Regions from separate parts of the Gadus morhua genome. Here region 2 is linked to region 1. Evidence: chromatin contacts called from public Hi-C data. All regions are on one chromosome and are shown on one strand. Each heading gives the region's core, a stretch centred on a gene start, on an enhancer-like site or on the middle of the called end of the contact. The rest is flanking DNA. Distances are from core to core; before and after follow the strand shown. Region 1 holds the start of mrpl23 (mitochondrial ribosomal protein L23). Region 2 holds the start of igf2b (insulin-like growth factor 2b).

Evidence for each region. A called contact is a pair of places that touch in the nucleus more often than the background predicts.
Region 2: a Hi-C map of gill shows a contact between it and region 1, with 10 times the contacts expected there. The contact joins the promoter of igf2b here to the promoter of mrpl23 in region 1. A contact is called at or near these places in 4 of 6 Hi-C or Micro-C datasets (blood, gill, gonad and 1 more).

The regions. Positions count from the first base shown.
Region 1 is chr9:23,733,270-23,739,578 of gadMor3.0, forward strand. mrpl23 (mitochondrial ribosomal protein L23) reads left to right here and starts at 3,563. Exons shown (of 5, transcript XM_030365608.1): 1 at 3,563-3,699; 2 at 4,097-4,219. The coding sequence starts at 3,572.
Region 2 is chr9:23,997,920-24,004,228 of gadMor3.0, forward strand. igf2b (insulin-like growth factor 2b) reads right to left here and starts at 2,630. Exons shown (of 4, transcript XM_030365924.1): 1 at 2,337-2,630; 2 at 1,407-1,557. The coding sequence starts at 2,411. th (tyrosine hydroxylase) reads right to left here. Exons shown (of 13, transcript XM_030366605.1): 13 at 4,356-5,194. The coding sequence ends at 5,035.

The DNA.
Region 1 (6,309 bases), core at 2,313-4,812:
CAACATGTGAAAGAGGCTACTCATTTTAAGGGGCACACTCTAGACCTGGTTATCACAAAGGGCCTCAATGTTTCTGATCTCTCTGTGACTGATCCTTCCTTGTCTGACCACTTTTGTGTTTTCTTTAACATATCTTTCATTCCCGACATACAGACAAAATCAAACACTGTCAAAAAACGGTATATCAATGAAGATTCTAATGTACTTTTTAAAAAAGCCATCTCCTTGCTACCACCTCTAAACCCATGTTCTGCTGATGATCTTGTAGAAAACTTTAATTTGAAAAATTTTAAAGTCATAGATGTCATTGCACCTTATAAGGTTACAACTATTTCTGGAAAGCAAAAGGCACCCTGGAGAAAAGCTGCTTCTGTAACAGCACAGAAAAAATAATGCAGGAAGGTTGAACGCATCTGGCGTAAAACAAAACTTCATATTCACCATGATATCTATAAAGAGAGCCTCCATGCCTACAATTTAGACTTAAAAAATGCTAGAGAAACATTTTTCTCCAATATCATTAAAACCAACACTAACAATGCAAAAACCCTATTTGCAACTGTTGACAGACTGACCAACCCCCCAACAGAAATTCCACCTGATCTCCATTCCAAGCAGAAATGCAATGAGTTTGCAGCTTTTTATATTGATAAAATTGAAGGTATCAGACGCGCCATCAATATCTCCACTTCAAACAAAAATGTTGGACTACTACCCTGTTCAGGCAAAAATAATGTGGCAAGGATGGCATGCTTTAATGTTATAGACTCTCAAAATCTTGTGGAAACTGTGACACAACTAAAGCCATCCACCTGTTGCCTTGATACTATACCTACCAACCTCTTTAAGAATGTTTTCGACTGCCCAGCAGTAGACATATTGCAGATAGTTAACAACTCTCTCCAGTCAGGCCATTTCCCAAAAGCTTTGAAAACTGCAGTTATTAAACCCCTTTTAAAAAAGCGGAGCCTAGATGCCTCTATTATTAACAACTACAGACCAATATCAAATCTACCCTTCATAAGTAAAATCATTGAGAAAGTTGTCCTCCAGCAACTTAATCACTTCCTGGCATCAACTGGTTGCTATGACACCTTCCAATCAGGATTTCGACCCCTGCACAGCACTGAGACCGCCCTTATTAAAGTTGTAAACGACATCCGTCTTAACACAGACTCTGGCAAAACCTCAATACTAATGCTACTTGACCTCAGTGCTGCATTCGACACTATACATTACTTCTGGACAGGTTAGAAAACTGGGTGGGGCTTTCAGGCACCGTCTTAAATTGGTTCAGGTCCTACCTACAAAATAGGAACTACTTTGTTTCCATTGGCGACTTTGTGTCAGAATCAACCAACGTGACATGTGGAGTCCCACAAGGTTCAATCTTAGGACCCTCTTTATTCAACATCTACATGCTCCCACTAGGGCAAATCATGCAAAATAACAATATTGACCATCATTGCTATGCTGATGACACACAAATCTATGTATCGCTATCACCAAATGACTATCGGCCCATAGATCTGCTGTGCCAGTGCATTGAGCAAGTGAAAGAATGGATGTGCTGAAATTTCCTTCAACTTAATGAAGACAAAACAGAGATAATTGTATTTGGTTCTAAAATGGAAAGGCTTAAAGTAACCCAACACCTTCACTCTCTGTCCCTGAAAACCTCAATCAAAGCCAGAAATCTAGGGGTTATCATGGATTCAGATTTACATTTCGACAGTCACATCAAATCAGTTACAAAATCAGCATATTATCACCTTAAAAATGTATCAAGACTTAGAGGGCTCATGTCCACCGAAGACTTACAAAAACTTGTACATGCCTTTATCACTAGTAAGCTTGATTACTGCAATGGTCTCCTTACAGGTCTCCCAAAACTAACTCTGAGGAAGCTTCAGCTTTTTCAGAATGCTGCTGCTAGAGTTCTAACAAAGACCAAATTTGATCATATTACACCAATTCTGAAATCGTTACATTGGCTTCCTGTAGGTCAGAGAATTGATTTTAAAATCATGTTGCTAACCTATAAATCCCTACATGGTTTAGGCCCAAAATATTTAACTGATATGCTTCTACTACATCAGCCTTCTAGACCACTAAGAAGCTCTGAGACCAATCTGTTAATTATCCCCAGAGTAAACACAAAACATGGGAAAGCAGGATTTAGTTACTATGCAACAAATAGCTGGAATAAACTCCCAGAGGATTTAAAGCTTGCCCCAACTCTGAGCACCTTTAAAACAAGACAGAATACTTTTATGTTTGCTATAGCTTTCTGCTAAATCTTAAATACATTGCACTTTCTAAAAATAACTTTGCCTTTATTTTCTATTTTAATACTAAAATGCCTTTTTAACTTTCTATTTTACCCATTTCTTTGCATATGTTTTTCTTTTACTTATCTATTATTTTATTTAATTGTATGACAATGTTTATATTTGAAGCACTTTGAGTCTGCCTTGTGTATGAAAAGTGCTATGTAAATAAAGTTGCCTTGCCTTGCCTATTTGCACTCCTGGGGTCTGCAAATACCACATTGTTCAGGAGACTCCACTAAAGGCGCGACTCAGGTTTCGCTACGTGCGCGTTGTTTCAACTGGCTGATATGGAAGTAAATCTGTGCCATTGGATTTTGAAAAGGAAAAGCCATTGAATTCTAAGCACTGAATATTCATGCATTGAAATAACATACCTGGATTTTTTGCCTCTGAATTTAACATTTTCAGCTTTATTTTTCAATGTTAAACAATTCAAAATATCATGTCACCGAGTGACACGGAGTGACACGATACATATATGAGGATGACAAATTAAAAGCAGGTTGCTGTCGGGCACAGTTGCGCAATAATGTTGGTTCTGCGCTCTCGTTCCACAGTGGGCATCGTTGAATAATTTATTTTGAATGTAAGGGTTAAATTCAGATGCAAAAAAATCCAGAGACGTCATTTCAATGCATAAATATTCAGTGCTTAGAGTGCTTTTTTTTCAATATCCGATTGCACAGATTCACTTACATAGCTGACATACGTGGAGAACCCAATGAACAACAGGACTTCATAACTAAGGCTGAGATTGAAATGGAAATAGAAATGTAATGAAGGCTACTAATCACAAAAGATTAAATAAATGGTTAAATAAATGGACATTGAGATGGTCACTCCCGCTCCAACTCCTTTCACATACCACTCATATACAGTACATAGGTATGAATCCCAAGTAGTATGATTATATGAAAATAATAGTTGGTCATGTTGATCTTTAATTTTCCTGAAGCAAGCCCCCCTTTAGGAGCTGTGGGACCGCATCATCTCCTTGGGTAAAGGTTGGTCCAGTTCACCCTATGTTTAAGGAGAGAAAGGAAGCATTAAAGCACCTTTCCTTATCATTTAGCGGATTCAAATAGCTATATTCTCAGAGCTGTTAACCAGTTACTTTTGAGTCATTTCAATCAATAAGGAAGATTCCGAATCAGATAATACTATTAGACGGCAGCCCACGGAACTGTTGTTTCTATATTTCCGAGTTGTTTGAACGCAGCTATTAAGGCAAGCCACGAATGCGCTTGCGCACACGTTGTACCCGGAAACACTTCAATGCACATGGATCATATCAACTAGACCTTCAAAACAACTTGAATACAAGAATCCCAACGTCCACCGCAGCCATGGCAGCAAAGAAACTAATGTAAGCCCCGAGGTCTTCTTTTATTTAATACTCTAGCCAGGCTGTTTACGTATGTTAAAAGGGGTTTCAGTCATTGGCTATTACAGAGGCTTGGAACAGAGTGGTGTAATCTTGTCTAAAGACAAACGTTAACACATTGAAAAAACTCAGTATCTGGTTCATAGCACTCATAGTACTATCGCAATATACAAATAAACAGATGACAGGAGAGTGCATCCCTTCTCTTTAATCCACAAACTACTAATCCTAAATATGTTTTTGGGTTCTGAATACTATGATGTGAAAACATCATTAAATGTACAGCCAAGTGGTTTTTAATTGGTTCCCCAGTTTATCTTTGTTCTCTGCACCTCTGTACCTAGTGACCCCCGTCCCCTCCTCTCTGTCCCCATCACAGTTACCCTCTCTACCAGCTCGGAAACCCCCAGCTGCGGCTCTTCAGACCCAACTGGGCCCTGACCCTGGTGCGGCCCGGCCGGGAGCAGCCCTCAGACACCGTCCAGTTCCGCATCCCCATGGAGTGAGTTCTAAATTAAACTATAACATCTTTAAGGCCATCTTTCAGTTCTGCGGCCTGCTGCCTGCTGTCCATCAGTTAAGTGTGGGAAAAGACAGCCACAACATTAGAACCAATGACAGGGGAAGGGAACAACATTGATCATCTTGTTACGTTGGCATCTATCAAGCCCTGGGATATATTAGCCGTAAAGTGAACCCTCAGCTCTTAAAATTGATGTGTTGGTGGCAGATAAAATGGGCAACCGTAAGGATGGGATTTGCCAAGGGTCAGATGTGACGCCTGGGTCCTCTCCACAGAGGCAGTTCTTGAGTGGTGTTCCTGCTCTGCAGGGTTTAGTACCTTGTCTTGTTAGACAGGTGTCGGAACACCGTGCATCCCAGCTGACTGCGTAGCGGCCGACCTGGCGGATGCCTGTCTGACCCCTGTCTGACCCCTGTCCACTGCCTAAAGGGCCTACAATGGGCAAATCGTCTGAACTTGACAATGGGTCGATGGAAGAAGGTCCGGTCTATTGAATCTAATTTTTTGTTCCATTTGGATGGCAGTGTACATGTGCGTCTTGGGAGGAGATGGCACCAGAATGCACTGTGGGAAGTGGGCACCATGTTCAGGAATGGTCGAGGAACATCATTGACAGTTTCGTTGACTGGACCTGCATGTTTCCCTATCCCATGTTATTTCATAGTTGTACTTGAAATAATATGTACAACTATTAAACATGTATATTTAGACCTATACGTTTAATGGCAGTTGTATACTGCTATACATAACTATCTCGTGAAGTCGCAGTTGCAGCCTTTAATCAAATGGAACAAAGTTACAAAAGAGGCTACTATACTGTTTCGAGACGGCAATCTTTTCAAAATATTACTGTATTATTTTCGGTGTTGCAGTGCTTGAGATAGGCAGAAGGTTACCAGATGGGTATTCAATCAAAGTCGCTGACGAAAGCGGCGCGTAGTTGATTAAGCCCGGTTAGAACTAACGCCAACTTCGACTTGAGGCTAAAGCCGTTCCATCAACCCAGTTCAGCCGCGACTTGCTCAGGTTAGTTAAAGCCAGGCTTACGTTTTCGTGGATTACGCACGCTCACGAGATATGTAACCAGCCCAGAACCGTGAATGTCGAATCATGGATCAAATGTCCGAAAAGGATCGAGCGGGATCTTTTCCAGCGGCGAACAGAAGCTGCTTGTGGAGGTCTATGAGGAATACAAGCATACTCAAAAAGGGAACACCGTAAACATTAATGAAAACAGGGAGGCCGCCTGGCAATAAAATCGCCAATCCTTTGAATGAATAAGTAGTATTAAGCGTAACATAATTAAATGTAATATTGACTGCAAATTCGTAATCAGGGAGATAGTCTTGAGGTAACGTGTCGGACTTGCACCCGGTCGTCCAGGGTTTAATCCCCTCTAATAGTGAATAAGGAAAGATTACTGGAGAAATCAGAAAAAGTTTCATGCCATTTATTTTCCATTTCTTCGAATATTCTAAATTGACTGACCATAGTTCTTTTCTTAGCTGCCTGCCGAGAAACTCACCTGAATGGAATTTATGTGGCTGCGATTTCCCATGTCTTTGTCATTGTGAAAAAGGCTTATCAGTAACATTAATATTAACATTTACTTTACCATGGGTTTTTGGAAGTTATATTTGGGTTCTAGGGATTTTGTAAGACATATTTATTATATAAAGTCAATTGTTAGGCCTAATTTCTCTGATATAAAGGAAATTACCAAAATAAGAATTCAATGTAGTGCCCAGGACATGAACTCGGGTCGCCTGTACTACAGGGCAGATGCTAGGGCACTCACCCAACTTCTGGTTCCCAATTTTGATAGAATACATAATTTGTCTAAAAATGTGTTTAGAAAATATCCACGATAGCGATTCATTTAATTATTTTATTTGCATCATTTAATCTTAGACCCTTAGTGAAAATATAGGCTGTTCATATATGTACTTCATATATCTACATTTATGACAAAATCGTAAGGACTAGGCTTGGCGGAACCTTCTGATGGTACACATGTTTCCGACAGATGGGACTTCTCTGAAACACCGCTCAAGTAAGCCTGACAGTTA
Region 2 (6,309 bases), core at 1,380-3,879, 260 kb after region 1:
GAGAGAGAGAGAGAGAGAGAGAGAGAGAGAGATACAGAAAAACTGATCCAATAGAAGCAAAGTGTATGTGAGACGAAGAGGAGTGCTGGGTGTGAGAGGAAGGAAGGAGTGGGAGGAGGAAAGGTGAAAGTTAGGATGCAGCCCGGGAGATACTGAGCCATCAATAAAGCACTGGGCCCATACACATATATGGAGAGAGAGACAGAGAGACAGAGACAGAGAGACAGAGAGAACGAGAGAGAGCCAGAGAGATAGAGAGGGAGAGCGAGAGAGAGAGAGAGAGAGAGAGAGAGAGAGAGAGAGAGAGAGAGAGAGAGAGAGAGAGAGAGAGAGAGAGAGAGAGAGAGAGAGAGAGAGAGAGAGAGAGAGAGAGAGAGAAAGAGATGGGGGGGGGAAACGTTATTGCAGGAAAGGAAAGATAATGGAGACAAAAAGAAAAGAACGAGAGTGGAGTGACGGGGGAGCTAGGGGGGAGGGGGAGGAGAGAGGATAACAATGTTGGCTAAAAGCAGTAAACAATATTTTAGTCTGGGATCAAGAGAGGGCTGGAAGCACAGAGTGAGTCTATGTCAGAAAAGCACACAAAGGATTTAGCCTTCAGGATGAAAAGCGATGGATAGGCTGAGGGTCCTGCCAGCGGAGGCTCTGGTCACAAGGATGATGACATGCACAAAATGCTGCTCCCTAGATGACTTCAGAAACCATGTTTCGTTCCTCTTGGGGGACAGTGGGTGCTGAGGTGACGGGCATGCCTTTTGGGGTGCTATTACCCTTCTCCCCCTCCCCCCCCCGGCGGAATGCACTAGTAAACAAGTGGGCCATTGTGTTGCATTGAGTCGTGTGTGCCTTCTCTGCTCGCTGTCCTTTCATATGCAATCAGAGGTATGGGCCCGGGGCCCGGGGCCGGGGCCCGGGGACCCGGCTGGAGCGACAGAAAGCGCCTTCTCAGCAGCAACCAAGGGAGAGCTGGTCTTGAGACAGAACACAGCGGGCCACAATATCTCCTTCTGCCCCCCCCTTCCCCATGACTCTCTTTCCTACTCTCTACTGGGCGAAAAGGAGAGAAGTGTGTGTGTGTGTGTGTGTGTGTGTGTGTGTGTGTGTGTGTGTGTGTGTGTGTGTGTGTGTGTGTGTGTGTGTGTGTGTGTGTGTGTGTGTGTGTGTGTGTGTGTGTGTGTGTGTGTGTATGTGTGTGTGTGTGTGTGTGTGTGTGTGTGTGTGTGTGTGTGTGTGTGTGTGTGTGTGTGTGTGTGTGTGTGAGCGTGCATGTGTATGAGCAAAGAGCGAACAAACATCAAACATGCGAAGCCGCTCTCTGTGTGGCCGAACCGTTTGCACTGTTGGGGACTCGTAGTCTTTAAACGAAATGCAAAGAGGTTTTGAAAGAGATTAAAGTGGCAACTTACTGAAATAGAATCCTCGGTCTTCGCAGACGAACTGCAGAGCGTCCACCAGCTCTCCTCCGCACAGAGTTTCTGCCGAGGCCCCTTGGAAGATGTACAGCGTCATGGCCAGGGCGAAGACCAACGCGCTGCTGGACGAGAACATCTTCTTCACCTGCACACACACACACACACACACACACACACACACATACACATGCATTCATCCACCATGTCATCATACGTTGCTCTACCGAGTAACCATGCATAAAATAAAGAACAAGTTTTTACATTTTACAAGTTAAAAAAGAACAGCACAACGTCCGCTTGGTTTAATGTGAATTATAGACTCAACAATGAGACCAATGCAACGCGTCTGGTGCGTAACGAGAATACGCTCCGGCACAAGCATCATGATCATGATTCACTCATTAATACATTAGTATTACTCATTAATACATGATCATCTAGAGGTTATCAGCTGTCCTATCTCCGCTACAAGAAGAATCAGCCTCCTGCATGGGACCTTCGCTTTCTTTTAACTGCTCAACTTGGAGAAAATGGCGCAGCAGGCATATCTGTCTGTCAGCGACTCTTACACAATTGTTCACAATAAGTTGCGATACCGGTCGGTCAATGATGAACCCTGAGCCCCTGACCCGTCGCCCCCTATCTGTGGTCCCGGAGTTCAGCTGACGTCCCACCGACACCGTCCCGCTGGGACCACCGTGTCCGTGACCTGACATACCCTCCACCTTCACCAGATACCTGTTGCACATACAGCCCGAAAAAACTAAATCTCCTTCAAATAAAAAATCCTACACATGCAGCAAAGGTTTAGCGTAAGAAAAAGAAAAGATGTGGTCGAGGAACTGAGCTGATAAAACAAGTCTGTCCATCAGGAGCGTATGAACGCAGAGTAGGCTAGTGTTCGTCCAGATCGTCCCAAATTACCGTCATTATGCTCCTCTCGGTTCTTCGGCAGGTGTGGCACACTGAGAGAGGTCCGTTTCTTTGCTGGGTCTCCATGTCAGAGGGAAGGAACGAGTAGACGTTGCGCGTTTTTTGGCTTGAGGAAAATGTTGGTTTTTTTGCAGGTGAATAAGTTCCCCCAGTGTGTGAGTCTACAGAGGTGGTGTGTGAGATGCTGTCCCGAAGACAAGGCGACAGGCAAAAGTTCTGAGGGACAACTGTTATATAGAAAACACGCCTCTCCGGACCTCCCTCTCCTTGGCCCCTCCTCTACAGAAAAAAAATAAAAAAGATGGTCCAGTCAGGTTTGTGTTCAGAGAGAATGAGCAGGAGGCGAGGAGAGACTTGGACGGACCAGACTCACCGAATGAGTAACAATTCCACGTCGTATTTTGATCCTTTACGCATTGTCCCAGAGCCATTACGCGCGGCGTCTCCGGGAGGATGCGCCTCGGGAACGCAGAGTGCCCCACGCGTCACTGGACTCCGCCCACATGAAACTTAGTGTCCAACATGTCTCACCATGTTCCACCAGCTCTGCTCTGACTCACGCTTGGACAGATTTTACCGCCATTCAAATGTCGTTTTCACTTAGTAAACGTGTAAGCCTAAATGACACATACGTTATTGTTAGACCAGCATTCAAACCAATCATCACATGCGTCTCATGGTGGTCAAGGTTTCCTCCAGATGAAGAGCTCCAACCAAACACAAATCAGTCCAAATTATAACTAAATTATTGAATGATTGCTCCACTAATTCACCATTGTTTCTCACGGGCTCAGAGGAAGGTATTGTGGACCATTGTAGGCCTGTTCGAATATAGCTGGTTACGAAGGTTGGTGGACCAAGCGAGTTCTTTAGGATGAGATGATGATCAAATCAGACAAATAGAGAGACAGGCAGGCAGACAGACAGACAGACAGTTCAGTATTTAGTGAAAACATCTCCCTGCATCACTAATGGTTCATTATTCCTACATACGTAACTTACATGCGTGCTATATGAACTGCCTTTACTTTTGTGCTTTAACCGTTTCTCTATCAAGAGGATGGTTGAGGTTCAGTGACCTCCGGCTGACACCTAGCGGCCACTATAGGAACAACAGTGCATGTGAGAAAAACAGGCCTACAGACACAGGATGGGAATGGGTTTGATCGAGGTAAGATGTGCATTGTTGTTGCATATTGCAGAACCAACATGCGTCGACCCAAGGTAAGGACTGTCGCTCTTCTCAACAATTACTCCCAGAAAGTCCCAAAGAAGTATGTTTATAAAACAATTCCTTATTTTTGATTAGGCCTACTTTATTGTTTGTGTATCATTCCTCAAGATATTTGTCTAGGTTGGGCAAAAAAACATACATGTGGTATAATATAACATACAGTGGAATATAAACAATACAAATAGTGTCAGTAGCAGAGTGCTGAAAAAAAGCTCACAGAAGGCATACATAAGCAAGACACCCTAACCATGGTTAAGAATGATATATTCTGAGATACTGATTGATGTGTAGAATTGGATAAATATAACCACCTGCACTTGAATCAAGTTATAATTACCCTGGACTAAGTGAGATTGTGATTAAAAATACGCTAAATAGAGAGACTATGGTAATGAGCCGCGGTAACTTTATTTGGTCTATTGTGCATTGTTGTTGCACGGCATTATGACCTCCGCATCTATCAGATCAACAGGAAGTCCAACCGTGTACTGCTGAACAGCCACCTCTAGTGGCATAATGTGTAAATGTATTGGTCGATTACTGTAAGAAGATATTTCCATTTTTTTCATTTCTTTAAGTATTCCAAATACATATGCAATCATGGAGACCTGCAGAAAATATTAATTATATTTCTATATCATATACCGTTTATCTGGAAATATAAAGTCATATATGTTGAATACTTTTTCATCGGGTTTTGAAAGCAGATTGCTATTATTCATTTCAGTTCTTGGCGAAAAACTTTTTGGCTTTGTCAAAAACGATTGACAATAAAGTTATTTCCCTTCATTTTTTATTACACATTGACATTGGACAACACAGATTTCAACTTTTGAAATTGAACAAACATTGCAAGCAGTTAAATTCCCAACTCAACAAAAGCATTTTAACTACAGCCGTTTTTCTTTTAAATGAACTCATCATAATTAAAAGGTATATTTTGTTTAAGTTTAATAATATACTCTGATTAATGAAAGCGCCACATACTCTGTTATTTTAATACATTCATGATCACATTTTGCCATTGATTAGCTCAGGGTCTAACAGAAACCGTAACAACAAAATGGAATACACTCTGAAGGAAATCTGATGAGAAAACCCTTCGTCTCCTCAAACCCATGGAGGCATGAATGCACGTGGTGACACGGGGCCCACAGGGGCCCACTCAGCTTTACAACACTTTCATTCTCATGGCTCTAGTGGACGGACTGAGAACGGGGAGGAGCACAGAGAACCAGATGAACACGGGGCACATGTGTCCACCAGGTGGAGGCGGGGGACAGGGGGGCCGCGGCTGTGTGTGTGTGTGTGTGTGTGTGTGTGTGTGTGTGTGTGTGTGTGTGTGTGTGTGTGTGTGTGTGTGCGTGTGTGTGTGCATGCGTATGTGTGTGCTGTATGGCTCATGCATTTGTGTAGGGTAGGTTGGTGTGTCTGACGTGTTTGTGTGCGCGGACATCAGGGCAACACACTCAGGGCGTCTGTCAGGATCTTCAGGTCGTCCTTCACGGAGTCCAGACCTCCCCGGATCTTCAGCGGGTTGTCGAGCACCTCCACGCTGCTGGTGTAGGGGTCATAGCGCACAGAGAAGGGCCGCTTGATGCCCGCCACGTACGCCCTGGTGGTCACACACACGGACCAACTCAACACAATGAGGGTGGGCGGTAGTCTCACAGATCCCATTTCAGATGACTAATCTACAATCCGATTGCAGCCCAGGTCTGGGTGAAGACTAATCTACATCCGACGGCAGCCCAGGTCTGGGTGAAGACTAATCTACAGTCTGACGGCAGCCCAGGTCTGGGTGAAGACTAATCTACAGTCGGACGGCAGCCCAGGTCTGGGTGAAGACTAATCTACAGTCTGACGGCAGCCCAGGTCTGGGTGAAGACTAATCTACAGTCTGACGGCAGCCCAGGATTGGGTGAAGACTAATCTACAGTCGGACGGCAGCCCAGGACTGGGTGAAGACTAATCTACATCCGACGGCAGCCCAGGTCTGGGTGAAGACTAATCTACAGTCGGACGGCAGCCCAGGACTGGGTGAAGACTAATCTACAGTCTGACGGCAGCCCAGGTCTGGGTGAAGACTAATCTACAGTCTGACGGCAGCCCAGGTCTGGGTGAAGACTAATCTACAGTCTGACGGCAGCCCAGGTCTGGGTGAAAGGGCAGTTTCTTTATCTTCGTTTTTTGAGTCAACCCATCATGTTGCTGGAAGCGGAGATCTGGTATTGGCAATTGACAAAGAATGCAAACTTGGCCAGCACTAGTGAACTGTAAAGAAGGTGTCTGTGAAGGATTCAACACTATGTAGACCGGCCACTGTAGGAATATCTTACTACTATAACAGCAGGCCTGTCGCACCAGTTACTCAAGTTACTCATGTGCCAAGCAGCCTGCAGCTCACACACACATAGCACGCGCGAATGCATACATACACCGCAAGCACGCACATACACATAGCACATACACATCGCATACACACACGCGCATGAATATACATGGAAACGCACACACACACACACACACACACACACACACACACACACACACACACAAACACACGCACGAGCATGCGCACACACCACTTGCAAGACAAAGGCAGCGACACATACACGGAGGCTCACACACACACACACGCACGCGCACACACCGTACTCAAGACAAAAGCAGCGACACACTCACCGGGCTAAGACGTTATGTTTTTAAACATAGCGGCTCCGCCATTGA